Linked DNA regions of Mus musculus: region 1 is linked to region 2. A link is a contact called in public Hi-C data. All regions are on one chromosome and are shown on one strand. Each heading gives the region's core, a stretch centred on a gene start, on an enhancer-like site or on the middle of the called end of the contact. The rest is flanking DNA. Distances are from core to core; before and after follow the strand shown. Region 1 has its middle 41 kb from the start of Gm40577. Region 2 has its middle 54 kb from the start of Dlk1.

What was found. A called contact is a pair of places that touch in the nucleus more often than the background predicts.
Region 1: a contact with region 2 is called in a Hi-C map of cerebral cortex, with 4 times the contacts expected there. The contact joins two enhancer-like sites. A contact is called at or near these places in 2 of 15 datasets of contacts at CTCF or cohesin (large pre-B cells and pro-B cells), 9 of 484 Hi-C or Micro-C datasets (the 63-12 cell line, B cells, the C2C12 cell line and 6 more), 3 of 115 datasets of contacts at active chromatin or transcription factors (astrocytes, embryonic basal ganglia and fibro-adipogenic progenitors) and 1 of 9 other capture datasets (embryonic stem cells).

The regions. Positions count from the first base shown.
Region 1 is chr12:110,375,408-110,378,107 of GRCm38.p6, forward strand. No RefSeq gene overlaps it. Among named protein-coding and RNA genes, the nearest start is that of Gm40577, 41 kb to the right of the region's middle. Within about 2 kb of position 1,319, at least 20 of the 459 cell types and tissues checked have an H3K27ac peak or open chromatin away from gene starts, as enhancers often do. A contact at or near this core is called in cerebral cortex, where this site is marked.
Region 2 is chr12:109,398,437-109,401,136 of GRCm38.p6, forward strand. No RefSeq gene overlaps it. Among named protein-coding and RNA genes, the nearest start is that of Dlk1, 54 kb to the right of the region's middle. Within about 2 kb of position 1,320, at least 32 of the 459 cell types and tissues checked have an H3K27ac peak or open chromatin away from gene starts, as enhancers often do. A contact at or near this core is called in cerebral cortex, where this site is marked.

The DNA.
Region 1 (2,700 bases), core at 69-2,568, 980 kb after region 2:
CGTTAAATGACTTGTCGCCATAGCAACCATCAGATACTCCTGGGGACCGATGAGTCTGTTTCCTGAGCCAGATCGCCCCCTAAGAGCGCGAGGGAACAAATCTCTTTTCATATCGTGGCTGTCTGCTGAAAGGGACAGGATATTGCTCAGACGAGTCCTTTTGAAAAACAATATTAAAAAAGAACATAACCAGGTTTTTCAACAGATTATAAAGTTGTTTCATAAGGTGCCTTCCTCTTAAGAAATATGAAATCAGATTTTAAAACCTTTGACCAAGTTAATCTTTCTCCTGACTACTTTGTCTCTCCTTAGGAAATAAGCTGAAATATGAAAGCACTTCCCTGCATAAAGACATCAGCCGTACCATTTATTAGGAGAAAAATTGAAAACAGACTAAAAGCACAGTAATGGAAGATTCAGATAAACTACAGTTCACACACCTGTGAGCATATTAGAGATGTTTCCAATGTTACTTATGAAAGAGACATTTATGTCGATGGGGAGAGGAAACAAGATGTTTAAGCCTGTCTGCGAGGTAAACTTAATGAACACAAAACAAGCCCCAGCGTGGGAAGGGAGGCGACACTTGAGCACCCACTGTGTGGCCAGCCCATCCAGGGTCTTAGGGTCCAAGTCATCTCTACCTCTTGTGCTTTAAAAACAATTAATATGCATTGTTACTTTTCAAAGAAAAGGGGTGTGTGTGGGTGTGGGGGGGGGTGTTAAGCTAGGGTACCTTTTTCAACCTCCAGGTTAACAATGAAAGCAAGATCCTAAATTCTGAGAGTGAGGAAAGAATTAGGGACCTAAGCCCCCTGCCAGTCTCCAGGCTCTAGGAAAGACCAGCAGCTCCCCCACCAGGATGCTCACGCTTTGGTGAGAGATGTTCTGTCTGCAGGGGCTAGAGGCTGCTGGAAGCCAGGTGCTGCTCAGGAGGTGGGGTTGGGGAGCTGCTTGCTGTGTGCATGGTGGCTCACTGCAGAACAGGACAGCTATAAAGACAACACGGTACAGTGGTGTGTGCCATCCTTAGACTGCACATGCTTGCACCATTTAGGTTTCTAGACCAAAAACACTGTCCTGTGGTTGCCCTGGTCTAAACCATAGCTAGCGTGGCATGGCACCTGCCTTCGGACTAAATGTAACTTTGTATTAGGAAACAAAGAAGTGCCCTCTTCCAGGGGTTCAGCTCTGTGAAGGCATAGAGCCCCCCCCTCACCCCCCAGTGTGTTGGGGAAGCTAGGCTAGACTCACATCTTCATAGGTACAGCTGCAAAACTGAATATCCCCCAGTACTGTCAGGCCAGAGGCAGGCAGGCTTCCAGAGCCTGCAGTACCATGAGCGCCACCTTCAGTCCCCCTAAAGCAACTACAGTACAACCCGCAAACCCGCAGCACCTTCCCCCCCCCCCCCCCCATGAGGATCTGGAGGTGAGAGAGCAGGCCAGCCTTGTCACATCTAAGTGCTTTTTCTCCTGGGTAGAAGGACAGGGGACAGCTGGAACCATGTGCCAGGCCCCTTTTATCCCACTACTTCCCACCTCTACACATTTCTCCATTGCCAACTCTCGTCATAGGAACCCCAGATGGAGAAGCACTGGGGGGGGGGGGGTGTCTTGAGTGACTGTTACAACACAGGGTGGGTTGACCTTAGCAGGACCTGGCTGCCGCGGATACATCAGGTATATCCTGCTGGTCTCCACACTCAAAGCCATAAGCAGAGACGCAGAGCACTTTGCCAAATATTGGGATATGAAAGAGGCTATGTTTGAGAAGTGCGTGGTCAATAAACGGTAACTGCACTCATGGGCCCCCTCCCAGCTAAGTTTCACCAGAAAACATCTCTCAGAGGATGGTCCTAGTCTCCAGTCTAGGTAATTAGAGGGTGAGGCCCACAGGCCCGCACCTGGCTGAGTATGAAATCTCCTCAAAGCCTGGGCCCCAGGGAGCCCCTGAGTGCAGAACAGCACGGCCTAGGCAGAGTCGCTGGCCTTCCCCAGCCTGTCTGATCTCAGGGTGTGGTGGGGCATGAGAAGATGGGTTTAGGCAGATTACCTTTCTGCCCCCATGATCCTCAGCGTGTGGCTTCACCTCGCTGACATCTGCGCCCTCTGTGGCACAATGCAGATGCTGAAGATGGCCTGGCAGGTCTCCTGCTGGGATTAGCTGGGCATTGGGTGTGGCCAGGTAAGCCTTCCACCTAGGCAAGCTTTGTGCCCAGGCACTCAAGGCTTTATTCTTCCTGACAGATGTCACCAGCCAGCTCCTGAGGCAAGCCCTGTTCTCCTCTGCAGATCTACGGGGGTGATAAGCGGGGGAAGAGGGTAGTTGCGGTGGCTGAGGCTGAGGTGGGGTGGACAGTGCACACAGGATTGAAAGGACAGAACCACCACCCTCTAGTTTTGTGGTCCAGGGTCTTGGGGAAGCTCTTCACCTCCGAATAGCCCTATGGACAGAAGTTTAAACATCCTCTTCTTCCTTAATTCAGCACTATGACTCATGACTCACACCGAGCCTTGTCCATTCCACCCCTGCCAGCAGGGGGCGTACTAGTCCGTTCCACAGCAGTGGGCGTGCTGATCTGTTCCATCCCTGCCAGCAAGTTCTGTGCCAGGGGCTGTGCCGGGCTGTGTTGGGGCCGTAACACGCTGTTGAGTTGTTCCCGGTAACTGGAACCTTATAAACTTCATTCTCATCATC
Region 2 (2,700 bases), core at 70-2,569:
GGCACGGGGGCGCGGGGGGCGGGGAGCAGCGCAGTTCTCCGTAGCCTTCCAACTTCAACTAGGTTCATTCCAGAAAACCCATTCTGCAGGTTAGACTTCTAGTCAAGAATTTTCTGGAGTTAGGGTGGGCATAAAGCTCAGTCTGTAGAGGTCAGACCTAGGATGTGTGAAACCCTGGGCTCGACCCTCAGCATTGTGTAACCTGGGGGTGGTGGCAGCTCGGGAGGTGGACGCAGGAGGAAAGGAAGTGAAACATCACCCAGACAACAAGGAGAACTAGAGACCAGCCTGGTTCACGAGATGCTGTATTGCTGTTGTTCTGTTTTGTTTTGTTTTTTTAAGAATTTCTATATTCAAAAATCCTAATTTGGAGGGGGGGGGAGGCCTAATATCCGCCAATAGCAGCACCTACAGCTTACGTGAGCCCTCATGATCTTCCCACAGAAAGACGATCTAACTTTGTAGAAAACGTTATGTTTTCAGAGCTACCTTTTTGTTCTTTGTGTTTGTGATTTTCTTGGTTTTGCACACCAGCTCTGATGCTCGGCTCCCTCAGGAAATGCTCAGAGACTTCGAATGCCAGCAGCAAGCATCCTCCTCCTGGGGCCTCTGGAGAGCAGCCAGCCTTGGGAGTGACCCACCCTGCCTCATGCCTCATGCCTCATAGGGTCTTACTGATAAAAGAGTGTCTGCAGAATCTCAAGGAGTGCACCGAGCAGCTTAAGTGAGTGCGAGGGGCCCTGGCCCCAGTGTGGGGCATTCTTGGCTCATCCATCGTGGCTCTGGCCTCTCCTATTCACATCTGCAGATTCCTCAGAATATTTGTGCCTTCCGGAGTCATTCTGTCTCTCTTCAGGAAGAAGTAAAGATAAGAGGCCAGGCAAAAGGCAGTGACAGGATCTGTCCTCCAAATGCTTCTTTTCCCAGGGACCACCTCCTGGGAACACAGGCGTACCCTCCAGCCTGAGCCCAGGAGGAGCGGGAACAGCTTCCATTCATCATCTTAGGTTCTAAGCTCGGGATCGTGGGTGCTGCTTTCTGTCCCACCCCATCCCCCCCACAACAAAAAACAACTTAAAATGATACTCCTTGGGTTCCCTCTAATGTGCTGGGTGTTTATGATATTTTTTTAAGGGCCTCATCAAAGAGAATGCAGCAATGCCGCCCCTTACTTCACAGCAGTACCGCCCATGATGAATTATTCACATCTGCGGTGAACCGGGGACTCCACAAACCGGGACAGCTGAAGCCGTCCCTTTCCGAGGGACTATTTTTATCTTCTTTTGCAATCTTTCATCTCGGGAGACACGCGGTTCGGGGAGCCCGTTGTGCAGAGCCCAAGTTGGCGGGATGTCAAGTCTGGAGTGGTAGGGTTCTCCCAGCTTCTGCTTAGAGTACAAATTCGTGGAAACAGGAGCGAGCGCTGGGAGTCGTGCTGTTGAAGTCTAACCAGGGGCCGTGGAGGGGCTCCGCGGACTCCCCGTGTCTCACCCGAGGGATTCTGGGAAACCTGATCTCCACTGTAAGCCCTAGCCATGGTGGAGACATTTCCCATTTCTTTCTACTGGGATTCAATTTTCTAAGGATTAGTATATGGGGTTCTGTGGGGGAAATGTGTGGGTTCTGTGCTTGTCCTGGTACCCATCCCAAGAAAGCAAAAACCTTCCCGGTCGCTAGGCTCAAGGTATAGGCCTTGCCAGCCTCCAACTGTCAATACTGCCCCCGTGTCTTTAAAAAGCAGCTCGTGAGGTCTGCCTGGTGAGATGGCTCAGTGGGTAGTTTCTTGCTTCCAAACTTCATGACTTGAGTTCCAGACCCGGGACCCACATGGTAGAGGGAACAAACTGACTCCTGAAAGGTGGCCTCTGACCTTCACATCTGTGCCATGGCAGTACCCCATCCTCACACACAAATTAAATAAATAAGTGTAGTAAAAATGTTTAAAGCCTGTGAAATGTTTAAAGCCAGCATGATGGCCATGAGTCACACCGGGCTATGATGCGCTTGAAACGTAGTTGGTTTCGGAATGAAATGCGCCGTGACAGCCACACATCGGAGTTCAGAGATGCAAGTGGTGAGGGATATAAGCTGTCTCGTTCACATTTCATATTCATCCTGATTGTGTGCTGAGACGGCGATGGTTTGCCTTCGATGAATGAAATATGTTGTTAAAATGATTTCATCTGCTCATTTTACTTTTTAAAACATTTCAAGTGCCTTCTGGGACTTGCCTTTTAATTCCTCGGGACTGCATTTTTCTGGAAGGGAAATGCTAGGCAGAAGCCACTTCTTGGTGGTGAGATTACAAAGACCCCCCACCCCCTTTTGTTTATAATTTCCTAAACTTTGCAGTGATCTCAACGCTAGCCTTGCTTGATACACAGAAAGGCGCAGGAAAGTATTACGACTGAGCCTCAGAGCTTGCTGGCCACACAGACAGGCTAATCAGCCACCCTGAGGAGACTGTCAAGCAAGAGCAGGAAAATGAAAGAGGGGGGCTTTGAGGGAAACTGGGGTGACAGCTGGGCCTCAAGGCTCAAGAGCACAGAGGAATGGCAGACAGGGCCCCAATGAGGACCACGAGGAAGTCTTTCTAGCACGGTTTGGGTCCGGCACAGGAACCTTTCCAATACACGACAGGAAGCTCTTCGCTTCCAGCCAGGACGCAGAACAACCTGTGCAGCAAGCCCTTCATGTCTC